Linked DNA regions of Mus musculus: regions 2, 3 and 4 are each linked to region 1. A link is a contact called in public HiCAR-type and promoter capture Hi-C data. All regions are on one chromosome and are shown on one strand. Each heading gives the region's core, a stretch centred on a gene start, on an enhancer-like site or on the middle of the called end of the contact. The rest is flanking DNA. Distances are from core to core; before and after follow the strand shown. Region 1 holds the start of Zbtb34 (zinc finger and BTB domain containing 34). Region 2 overlaps Niban2 (niban apoptosis regulator 2). Region 3 holds the start of Slc25a25 (solute carrier family 25 (mitochondrial carrier, phosphate carrier), member 25). Region 4 holds the start of Ptrh1 (peptidyl-tRNA hydrolase 1 homolog).

Region 1 (2,770 bases), core at 259-2,758:
AAACCCTGCCTTGAAAAACAAACAAACAAACAAACAAAAGACGCCCAAGTGGTCTGGTATGAAATAGTAAGGGTAGATAGATGGTCAGTCCTTTAAGACATTTGGCAGGAAGGCCAAATCCTTAACATTTTAGACTCCATTGTCCTTAACACATGCAAGCACTGTCACCGTCGAGAAACCAGATTGTTACCCACACATTCAATAAGAATCAGTTAAAATGATGAGCCCCAGCCGGGTGTGGTGACGCACGCCTTTAATCCCAGCACTCGGGAGGCAGAGGCAGGTGGATTTCTGAGTTCGAGGCCAGCCTGGTCTACAGAGTGAGTTCCAGGACAGCAGAGCTACACAGAGAAACCCTGTCTCGAAAAACAAAAAAAAAAAAAAAAAAAAAAAAAGATGAGCCCCCAGGCTGGGTTCACAGGGAAACAGAATCTCATTGCTGTGGACATTGTGAACAAGCCCAGACTTCCTGCCCGAGGTAGTCTGTTTTGTTTTGCTTTTTCTTCTTCTTTTTAGCTGTTCCTTTTTATTGTATGTGCTGGGTGTTTTGTCTCCATGTATGTGTGGGTACCACGTACATGCTTAGTGTTGGGAGAGGCCAGAAAAGGGCGTTGGATCTCTAAAACAGGAGTTATAGACAGATTGAGGCCTGACATGTGGTGCTGAGAATTGAACCTAAACAGTCAGCTGTCTTTTTAAATTAGATATTGTCTTCATTTACATTTCAAATGCTATCCCAGTCAGCAGTCTTAACTGCTGAGCCATCTCTCCAGCCTGTGGGTTCTTGTATTATTATTATTTGGTTTTTCGAGACAGGGTTTTTCTATAGACCTGGCTGTCCTGGAACTCACTCTGTAGACCAGGCTGGCCTTGAACTCAGAAATCTGCCTGCCTCTGCTTCCCAAGTGCTGGGATTAAAGGCGTGTGCCACCACTGCCCGGCTGGGATCTTGTTTTAAAGCCAGATAGCCTTCTTTTTGCAGAAGAGAAAAGCTGCCCAGGTAGTTGGGCATGGGGACTCACACTTGTAGTGTAATCCTGGGTACACAGATCTGTTTGAGTTGAAGGCCAACCTTATATATATAGTGGAATTCTGTTTTTTAAGACCTTGTCTCAAGGCAAGACCCTAAAATAATAAAAATAGAAATAAAGAACTTAAAAAGCATGGCTTAGCAGGTCGTAGGTGTGGGGCTTTCCACAGGCTTAGGGTCCGGGTGCACACGGTCGAGTCCTGCTCCGGCCAGCAGGTGGAGCCAAGGAGAAGGCGGGCGGAAGGCCACGGGCCGCAGAGTCGGGATTTCAGGCTCCAAACCCGGGTTGCTGTTCAGCTACCCGCCCGTCTACTGGTCGGCCTGCAGCACTAGCCAGGAGCTGGGATTCCGACCGGCCCGCCGCGAGAAGTCCGGCCATATCGACACCCGCCCGGGTCCGCGCCTGCCCGGAAGCGCGGGCGCCGAGGGGGCGGGGCCTGGAAGCGCTTCCGGGGGCGGGGGGCGCGGGCAGGGGCGGCAGCGGGAGCGGCGGGGAAGGGCCTGGCGCCGGCGGCGGCGGCGGCGGAGGGGGCGCCGCGGGCGGGCGATGTGAACGCGGCGCGCGGCCCAGGTGAGGCTGGCGGGCTGCGGGCAGAGGCGGCAGGGTCGGGGCGACCCGTGGGGCGGCTGTCCGACCTCCCCCGTGAGCGCGGCGGGACGGGGGAGAGGCTGCCTGGTCAGTGTCGGGGCCGGCCGGGCGGGGTCTTGAGGCCCGGGCACCTGCCGGAGGCCAGGCGCTTGGCCCCGAGGGGTGGCGACCCGGGGCAGCTGCCCTGCACCCCTCCAGCCTCCGCCCCGGGCGGCTCGCTCTCCCTCCCGTACCGAGGGGTCTTAGTGACCGTTGTCCCCGGAGAGCCAGGCCCGGTTTGCGGGGGTCAGCGGGAGGCTGCCCAGGAGCCGCTGCCTCTGGCCATCGCCGTGTGCCAGGTAAACAGGCGGCGCGTGTTAAGCTTGGCCTGGGTGGTCTGCGTGGCCACTGGCGCAGGGCTGAGGACGGACTGGGGAGGGGGCGTGTTAAAATACTGCTCGCCTAGGCCAGGTGACTGTTAGGGGGCTACTCAATTCTGGGACGCCCCATCTTGAGGTTTTCAGCAAGTCTTTCCCATTCCATGCTGGGCCTCAGTTTCTCCATGTAAGAACTGAGAGTTTAGATGAACTCCCTACAGACCTCTCATGCTGTGAATATCTGACATTGCAAGGTCTATGCCTGGTTCAACACGCTGGGCAGTTCTACCGATGTCTCCCCCTCCACTCCAGATGTAGACTTTTTAACCACTTCGTGCACTTTGCCTCGGGGAGGTTTAAAATGATTCCCAGAAGGGTTTTCTTGGAAATAGCTTTACTGATCCTTCATCGTTCCTTGCTGCCGTCCGTAGTTTTCCCGTGGAGCGTTTTGCATGCAAACATTTTGCTGTCCGTATTTGCCCATTCTCTCTTTGTTCCCTAGTCTAGGCTGTTTTTGCTTCACATCTGGATTATTGCAACAGCTTCTTAGTTGGTCTCTGACTCCAGAGGTTTCACCCTCCCCCATCCTTCCTTTATGCTAACGCCAAACTTAGTGTAGGAAGTTTAAAAAAAATAGTAGAGTGCTTGCTTAGTAAAAGTCAAAATGCAGTTGAGTGGTGGACGAAAGGAGTTGAAGGTACAGTGAGTCTCCAAGGCTTTACAGTGGGTGTTCAGACATTGCCTGTGACTAGGTGATGTCTGTGACACAAGGCCACGTCCCGTGGAATTCAGCAG
Region 2 (2,700 bases), core at 127-2,626, 520 kb after region 1:
ACCACAGAGCTGTCTCAGCCCCTCCACCTTATGTTTTTAGACAGAGGCTCTCACTGAACCTGGAGTCCGTGTCAGCTGGGCTGGCTGGCCAGGGAGCCCCTGGCGTCTGCGTCGGACTTTGATGTGGCTGTTAGGGATCCAGACTCAGACCCTCCGGCTTCACAGCAAAACTTCATTCACCGAGGCTGCCCTGTGCTCGCTCCCTCGCTCCCTCACTCCCTCACTCCCTCGCTCCCTTGCTCCCTCGCTTGCTTTTGAGACAGCCTTAGCCCAGAATGGCCTGGAACTCACCATGCTGCTCCCATCTGAGCCATCACACCTCTCCCAGAAAGGAGGGGATGGATGGTCTACTGGAAGCAGACTCACTATGTAGTCTTGGCGTTGAGTTGACAGAGATCTGAGGCAGAATGATCACTCTGAACATAGAAGTTTGAGGCCAGCCTGGACAAGACTCTGCCTCAGAAAAAAGGAAAAAAGAAAAACCAGTGTGTTCAGCAGAGGAATGAGCCTGCTACAGACACCAACCTGGTCCTCTCCAGTCTACTGGACTAGAAGAAAGCACATTTCTGTTGTGTAAGCCACCCAGGCCCAGCCTGAAACTTCACTTGCATCAGCCCATTTCATCCTTAAAGGAGGGGGAATGGGATGGAGTGGGGGCTAGTCTCAGCTTCAAAGAAACTGAGGTTCTAGCACGTGTGCAGTGTGTCTGGTGGTGATGTGTATCATGCCTGCACTGAGGGAGGTGGGGGGGGAGTCAAGGCAGGAGGAATACAGCAAGTTCAAGGCCAGCCCAGGTTAAGTATCAAGACTGTCACAAATATCAGGACATTTGGAAAGACGGCTCAGCGGTTAGGAGCACTGACTGCTCTTCCAAAGGTGAGTTCAATTCCCAGCAACCACATGGTGGCTCACAACCATCTGTATGGGATCCAGTGCCCTCTTTTGGTGTGTCTGAGGACAGCAACAGTATATTCATATACATAAATTAATACATCTTCAAAAAATAATTTAAAAAAAACTGTCTCAAATCGAGACTAGGATGGGCAAAGCCACTGACTTTCAAGCACATGGCTGGGGGTGGGGGCTAGTTAAATGGGGCTGGAACCCAGGACCTCCTTAGTCTAGGCAGAGCCCAAGCCGGAGCAGGACATGGACACCAGGCCTAGGACAAAAGTGAGTGCCCTGCTGCCTCCTGACACCCCCACTGCTCCAGGAATGCAGCGTGTGAAGGGGGCCCTAGCCAGGCTAGCCGCCACCCACCTTGGCCTCCTTCCCTGACCCATCCACCCCCACTTCCTGGCAGGGCCAGGACTGAGCAATTCCAGGCCCCATGAATTCCAGGCCCAGTCTCAACAGGGGAGGAAGCAGAGAACTTTCTCACAGTCCTGGGTTGGAGGGAAGGGCCATGCCTGGAACTGGCCTTGTCAGTTCCTGCAGGGGGTAAAGAGAGCTGGCCTGGGGGTGGGACTTTCTGTCACAGTCTTTTATGTGTCCACTCCAGCCCAGGACACACAGAACCTTCCAGCTTGCTGTGTGCCAGACTGGAGGCTCACAGCTCTGAGCCAGCTCATCCCCCCCCCACACACACCAATATTCCCAGTCCCTACTGTAATATCCCACGGGGAACTGAACAGTGTCCCCTTCCTACTCAGTCCTGTCCTCACCCTTCCCCTACCTGACCTAGGGTCCCCTACTCGGTCACAGCAGGTAAGCCAGCAGCCCTGGGAACTTTCAGAGGACTCATGGGCCAGCAAGGAAGGAGGGTGTCCCAGGCCAGGCAGCCAGAGCCTGAGCCAGAGCCACAGCCCCAGGGACCTGGGAACAGGAGCTCTTTGTGGGCAGCAGGGCAGGGCCCAGCCCAGGTGGCAGGGCTTGGCCTGGCTGAAGAGCCGGTTGCCTCCCAGTGGACAGATGCCAGAGGGTGGAGGCCTCTGTAGAGAGGTGGGGTGAACTGGGTTCAGTCAGGTGCCCACGCTCCCCTCACTACGAGGTAGAGCTGTGCCTGAGAGCAAGGTAAAGCCGCTCTGGGCCTCCCTCTGCCTCTGGGACCACATCAGCAGGACAGGGCAGAAAGGCCTTCACTACTACCTCACACTGGGGGACAAGCCTAAACGTTTATAATTCCTCAGAACTCTAGAAGGCCCTTCCAGACCTGGCCTGATGGCTCCCCTCCAGCCTCACTTCGTCTCTCTCTGTCTGTCTCTGTTGTGTTCTCTCTCTCTCTCTCTCTCTCTCTCTCTCTCACACACACACACACACACACACACACACAGTATTGTCTCTGTTCCCAGCCACCCTTTATGGGGGCCACAGCCTCTTTCGGGGAGCACTTGCCCAACCTTGCCTATCCATCACCTCCACAGGTGGAGCCTACCCCATCACCTCCTCCCTCCATTCAGGGCAGCACCTCCCCCAACACATCCCCCAGTGCCCAGCACAAAGAACACCATCCTGAGCAGGGCGTGGTGGCGCACGCCTTTAGTCCCAGCACTCGGAAGGCAGAGGCCCGTGGATTTCTGAGTTTGAGGCCAGCCTGGTCTACAGAGTGAGTTCCAGGACAGCCAGGGCTACACAGAGAAACCCTGTCTCGAAAAACCAAAAAAAAAAAAAAAAAAAGAACACCATCCTGGCCGCTCATCTGTGCCCCATCTGTCTCTCCATCACACAGCTGGCTGTATGGGGTAGGGTGCGTGCCTTGCT
Region 3 (2,821 bases), core at 297-2,796, 980 kb after region 1:
AGGCTGTCCCAGTATTGCTGGCCCGTCCCATTTATGCAGCTGAATTGAGCAGGAGAGCTCACTCACTCTGTGTCAGGGTGACGGTGGCTGCGGCTGTAGTGGCCGTGGATCCGAGGGCCACGGGATGGATCTCTGTGGTACTGGGTAGGCTGATGATGGTGGCCTCACCCAACAGGTTGCAGATCCTCTGTTGCATAGGGGTCAGCAGTACAGGAGCTATGGCTGTGCCACTGCCACCACTGCCACTGCCTGTCCCAGGCCCACCAGCTCCATCATCTTCTGTGGGCCCTGGAGCTTCGCCACCTTCTACAGCAGCTCGGACTTGGGCAACCTTGCGACGGACCTCGGTCTTGAGGTCGGACCACTTCTTCTTGACTTCGGGCAGCTCCCTACGGCAGGTGGCCACAGCGTTGACCCTTCTCAGGATGCCATGCCAGGCTGCACTCTTGGCAGCCAGAGGGACCCCAGCATTGAAGTGGTTCACCAGCAGGTGCTTCTTCAGTTCCAGTTCCTCCACGATGATCTCCACTTCCCGCTCTGAAAAGTTCATCTTCCTCTTCTTGGCTGGGACAGCCATGGCCTCCCCTTTCCTCTCTTTTTAAAGAAATTATAATGCTCTTAACAGCCCCAATTTCTCTTCTCTTCTTCCTCAGCCTCGCCTCTCTTTCACTCCCACCCCCTTTAGGGGGACAGGCAGGGCTTGTTCAAGGCCAAGTACCAGGCCTTAAGTAACCCCCCTCGCTACGCAAAGTGCGTAGGGCCCAGCCCTGACCGGCCCGACCGCCGCCAGCCAGCTGCGTAATGGCTTCCTGAATCTGCCTCTTCCGCTGGGGTGTGCGGAGATCCGCCCACTTCCCTTCTTCCCGCCCCTCGGCACATCCCTGAGAAGCCCCGCCCTCCAGGTTTGGCGTGGCTCAAATATCTGGCCGATCACTGGCTCTCCAGGCCTGCCATTCCTCCTAGAGGACACACCTCTTTGCTAGAACTGGCCTGGTCATTGGTCTAAAGTCTTGTCTGTCGCTTCAGGATGTCCGCCCACACGGACATTATTCACTTCCATTGGAAAAGCAGACTGTCGTTCAGTTCGTGTCGCGACTATTACGTTGTAAAATTCAGTTGTTTTATTGGCAGTTTAGAAGACTCCTAAAGCTTAGCCTCCTGATTTTGATTCGTGTTCTCGGTTTCGAGTCGTCAGCCCGTTAAATTTTCATTTTATTCAATGGTGCTGTGTTTTCTAACTTCAGTCCACAGTTACCCTCATATACATTTCATTTCCACTGTTAGCTACGATCTCTCCTTACACAACGCTCCTCTCAGCCTCATCATTCCGCAGTCTAAATAGAGCTTCTGAATGGGAATTGGACACAAGGCTTTCTGCTTGCCTATTACCCAGCTTCAGCCAATCCCCGGCTCCCTCAGTTTGAATCGCCTTCGAGCTGGCACGGTGACTCCGCCCCCTCATTGATCCCGGAGCCGACATACCGGCCTATGATTGGTCGGCAGTGCGCCAGAGGGCGCGGTCAGCGCCTCTGCGCGCCGCGGGGCGGGGCTCCCGGAAGCGGCCCCTCCCTCCAGTCGGCCGGCTTCTCGGAGCCCGCGCTCGCTGTCTGAGGAAAGCCGGCGTGCTTCCGCGCTCGGGTCGCTCTCCTGCCGCCTTCAGCCCGGCGTCCGGCGCCCCCGCCTCGCGCCCGATGGTGAGCAGTGTGTTGTGCCGCTGCGTGGCCTCCCCGCCGCCGGACGCCGCCGCCACCGCCTCGTCGTCCGCCTCGTCGCCGGCTTCTGTAGGGGACCCGTGCGGCGGCGCCGTCTGTGGCGGCCCGGACCACCAGCTACGCCTGTGGAGCCTCTTCCAGACACTCGACGTCAACCGCGACGGCGGCCTGTGTGTCAACGACCTGGCGGTGGGGCTGCGGCGCCTGGGACTGCACCGCACGGAGGGCGAGCTCCGGGTAAGTCTGCGTGCGCCGTCCGCGCGGGCGGGGAGGATCCGGGAGGTCTTGAGGAGAGAGACCGACGCCAAGGGGACGGGTCGGGACCGCAGGACTTCTCGGGCTGCTTTCTGTAGCCTGTCAGGTTTCGACGGACGCTGCTAGAGCTGAGCGGAACCCCTGGTGTTGGGGGGGATAGTGTCCCTCCACTGACAGATGGAAAGGAAATTCACACCTTGTTAGTGTGGGGCTCCTCAGGTGGGAGATGGGGCCGTGAGAAAAGCTCGTCGTGGCTACAGATGGGCACCCTTGGGTCTCTTTGATGGACAGAAAGCCCCCTCTACTTCCCTCTAGATAGAAGGACAGATAGATCTCAAGATTGCCCTACGGACCTCAAGGCCAAGTTGGTGCCCATCCTCCCTCAACACCTAGGTTCCTATCCACCCATTCTCATTGGCACCCCTTGTCTGTCTGTCTGTCTCTCGCTCGCTCGCTCTTCTCCCCCCACTCTCGTTTCCATGCCACCGGTGCCTCTAATCTGGTTGCTCACAGAGACATGTGGGTGTTGGGGAAGAAAAAAATGGGAACTGGGGTTCTAGGCAGATCAGTGTGGATGTGGGTGATGAAGACTGAACAGTTCTTTCTCATGGCTTAGACCCAGCCCCCCACTGCTGTTTCAGAACACTGGGTCATGATCCCTTTGTCGAATTGGAGTGCGAATATGTTAAAGAATCTGAAGAAAGATTCTTTTTTTGTTTGTTCGGTTGGTTTTGGGGATTTTTTTTTTCTAGACAGTGTTTCTCAATGTAGTCCTGGCTGCCCTGGAACGCCCTCTGTAGACCAGGCTGGCCTCGGAATCAGAGATCCACCTGCCTCTGCCTCCTGAGTGCGCC
Region 4 (2,826 bases), core at 175-2,674, 660 kb after region 1:
GGCCTGATCCATCAATGGGGACAGTAGCTCCTGCTCCTCCGGGGAGAAACAGCCCAGGACATGGTTCTCCACCATATTAGGGTGTGTGGGGCGCCCGATGCCCACCAGCAGCCTTGGCATTGCCTGTAGGGTCCCAGGGGAATGAGGATGCATTGGTGAGATACAATGTCAATGCTAGCCACCCCCACCCAGGGCAGGGCAGAAGGGTAGACTCACATTGGAGTTCAGACAGCTAATGCAGGAACGGACTCCATTATGGCCCCTTGAGGGGATATGAAGAGCAGTTAGTACTTTCTGAGGCAGTGCCCTTCCTCCATTCCCTTGCCCAGGCCTTCTTCAGAGCAGCCCAGCCTATCGAGATAGATAGTCTCAACAATCTTACTCCACTCCAACAGAGGCCAGCATCCCTACCCAAACCTACGCACATAAGAGCCTCACCTTGCGCTGCCCCCCAGCTTCAGAGCCAGCTTTCCCAACGGCTTGTCCAGTTCATCATGGACCAGATAGATCTCCTCCGCAGTCAGCCCAAACAGCTCCGCTTGGCACAGGGAAACAACACTCTAGTTACTGCATATCTGCTCAGAGGGGTCACAACAACCCCCATATGTAAACAGGCTTCCCCAAGCCTTCACTGTAGTAATTGGGGCTCACCAGGCACTTGTCACAATTGAACCCTCTCTCTGGTCCCTGTGCCCTCTTATCCATGAAACCTACAACTCACCAGCTCGGGCTACGCTGCGCCCGTTGACGTTCATGAGGCGCCGCGGCCGGAGCAGTACCAGCTGAGCATCCCCGAGCGGGGCCAGGGCGAGGTCAGCAGCACAGCGCGAGTCACGAGTCCAATTCTCCGCCACTCCCAGTCGCCTTGCTATTTGCCCCAGCACCGCCATGCCCACACTGTGCCGGGTGCCGGGCATTCCGTGGTTCCCCAGGCCAGCCACCTGTAGGCAACACTCACTCAGGACCCAAAACATTGACCAGGAAACAGAAGCGACAGTATTGGGAAGGAGCACTTAAGGGTCTGGGAACTCCTGGAGGCCCCACCAGCCAGAGGATGCCGCTCCCTGGTGCAAGAGCAAAACTAAAAGTTTGGAGCCAGTTAGTATTGCGCCTATTTGACTAAGTAGAAAAAGGGACAACTATCCCGAAAAGATGGTTCCGAAGGTAAGGTTGCTGCTAACCCTGACAACCTGGGTTCGATCCCCAGAACCCACATGGTGGAAAGAACCCTCTCCTAAGTTGCCCTCTGACAGCCACAGGGCACATGCATACAACGCATACACTTAAATGTAAGCGTAGCTGCGGAGCCAAGCCCCGCGTCCCTGTGTAGCCACCCACGCCCCACTCACCAGCCACCGCTTCCCGGGGAACCGAGCCTCGGAAACCTGCCGGCTCAAGGCCCAACTCCGCCGCATCCCTGGACTAAAAAGACCGGACTTCAACGTGCCGACTCCCATTCACAGCCAGGACCCCGCCCCTTGACGTCAGGCATCCCTAAGCCAATAGCATCACGACATGTCCAGCGACGCCCAATCCAGGCTGGGTTTGGCGTCCGCCATGTCTCTGCGGGGCGGAAGTGGGTGGATCGCGGGCCCGGGCGAGTGTCTGGGTGCATTCCTCCGCGACGCGTCACCCTGTATGGCTCAGCCTTTGCTCGGCCTTTGCTCGAGGGCTGGTACCTCGTTAAGTTTCTACCCTGGCCCGCGTCGGCGTGCACTGCCCATAGGTTCTTTCCTTGACTTAGGCCTTGGCTTGCCTTGCTGAGTTTCTAGTGACTCTCGGAGGCGGGGCCAAGTGGGCGGGGCCTATGGACATCGTGGACCTGGTGCCTAGCAACAACGGAGCTAGGGAACCTCAGAGTATGCTTAGCCCAGAAGTTAGCCTAGAAACCTGGCCATGACAGACAGAAGCAAGGTGAGGGCTGAGAAGGGGAAAGCTGAGGCAGAGGTCGGGGCCGCAAGAAGGGCTTGAGGAAGAGCCAGTCAAGCCCTTCAGGGGAACTGGGAGAGGTCAGAGGTCATCATTTGTAGTGTGGTAGGGGAGAAGGGTGACTGGCCTCCCAGTCCTAAGGGAGAGAGAGGGCAGAGAGATTTTTTGGGGGGGTTGTTGTTGTTTTAACGTTTTGGGGTTTTGTTTGTTTGTTTTATAGACTCAGAGAACTCCATCTGCCTCTAGCTCTAGAACGGGGTTATTAAAGGTATGCACTACCGTGCCCAGCCCAAGTGGAGAGATTTTGAGGAGTGAAACACAGAACTTGAGGACTGATGAGACATAGGTTCCCCGATTCTGGTGACTATGGGAAGGGTGATCACACAGAGGTGAGAAGCCCTGGGAAGAAGTCAGGTGAAGTGCTTGCTCAATGTGACCTGACGAGTGTGAGAATCCCAGGGCGGGAGTCACAAGGAACCTTGTGCAGCAGGGTCTGAAAACGATGAGCAGCTAGAGCACAAGGTGAGAGCAGACAAAGCCCAAGAGGAGAGCAGAGGGTGCAGTGGTTCCTTGACCTTGACCACAGGACAGGGAGAGAGGCAGGGCTAGAGAAATGTTGGAGCCCTGGGGGACTGTTGAACCCCAGACTAGGTGTGCCTTCTACCAGGAGGCCTCTTCACACCTCTTCCAGTAGGCAAAGCTCCTGGGGGAAGTGTTCCTGAGGCCTTCTGAGCTTACTGCCCCTGGCTTGGTTCCAGGAGCCTCACAGTGCCCGTTCCCAGAAAACTCCAAAGCTAAAGGTTCCTGAAGCCCCAGAGAAGATCCTGCGACGCATCTTTGGGACCAGTCATGTGTTCTATGTTATGACAGATCCTACAAAACGAAGGATGATAGGAT

Evidence for each region. Promoter capture Hi-C pulls out the DNA fragments that hold promoters and counts their contacts. HiCAR-type assays count read pairs that join an accessible place to other places.
Region 2: a HiCAR-type map of astrocytes shows a contact between it and region 1, with 2.0 times the contacts expected there. The contact joins the enhancer-like site here to the promoter of Zbtb34 in region 1. A contact is called at or near these places in 1 of 15 datasets of contacts at CTCF or cohesin (embryonic stem cells), 3 of 115 datasets of contacts at active chromatin or transcription factors (astrocytes, extraembryonic endoderm stem cells and microglia) and 1 of 9 other capture datasets (embryonic stem cells).
Region 3: a promoter capture Hi-C map of pre-B cells shows a contact between it and region 1, with 2.9 times the contacts expected there. The contact joins the promoter of Slc25a25 here to the promoter of Zbtb34 in region 1. A contact is called at or near these places in 2 of 39 promoter capture datasets (liver and pre-B cells).
Region 4: a promoter capture Hi-C map of pre-B cells shows a contact between it and region 1, with 5 times the contacts expected there. The contact joins the promoter of Ptrh1 here to the promoter of Zbtb34 in region 1. A contact is called at or near these places in 9 of 39 promoter capture datasets (the 3T3-L1 cell line, 3T3-L1-derived adipocytes, cranial neural crest and 4 more), 1 of 115 datasets of contacts at active chromatin or transcription factors (pancreatic cancer cells) and 1 of 9 other capture datasets (pancreatic islet).

The regions. Positions count from the first base shown.
Region 1 is chr2:33,430,062-33,432,831 of GRCm38.p6, reverse strand. It overlaps Zbtb34 (zinc finger and BTB domain containing 34), which reads left to right and starts at 1,508. Exons shown (of 3, transcript NM_001085507.1): 1 at 1,508-1,601.
Region 2 is chr2:32,913,732-32,916,431 of GRCm38.p6, reverse strand. All of the region lies in intron 5 of Niban2 (niban apoptosis regulator 2), which reads right to left. Among named protein-coding and RNA genes, the nearest start is that of Gm13523, 32 kb to the right of the region's middle. Within about 2 kb of position 1,376, at least 154 of the 459 cell types and tissues checked have an H3K27ac peak or open chromatin away from gene starts, as enhancers often do. A contact at or near this core is called in astrocytes, where this site is marked.
Region 3 is chr2:32,450,195-32,453,015 of GRCm38.p6, reverse strand. Slc25a25 (solute carrier family 25 (mitochondrial carrier, phosphate carrier), member 25) reads left to right here and starts at 1,546. Exons shown (of 10, transcript NM_001164357.1): 1 at 1,546-1,949. The coding sequence starts at 1,692. Naif1 (nuclear apoptosis inducing factor 1) reads right to left here and starts at 2,559. Exons shown (of 2, transcript NM_194335.2): 1 at 67-2,559. The coding sequence starts at 577.
Region 4 is chr2:32,774,419-32,777,244 of GRCm38.p6, reverse strand. Ptrh1 (peptidyl-tRNA hydrolase 1 homolog) reads right to left here and starts at 1,424. Exons shown (of 5, transcript NM_178595.3): 1 at 1,350-1,424; 2 at 722-941; 3 at 439-538; 4 at 217-262; 5 at 1-123. The coding sequence starts at 1,415. It overlaps Ttc16 (tetratricopeptide repeat domain 16), which reads left to right and starts at 1,612. Exons shown (of 15, transcript NM_177384.3): 1 at 1,612-1,914; 2 at 2,150-2,197; 3 at 2,688-2,826. The coding sequence starts at 1,897.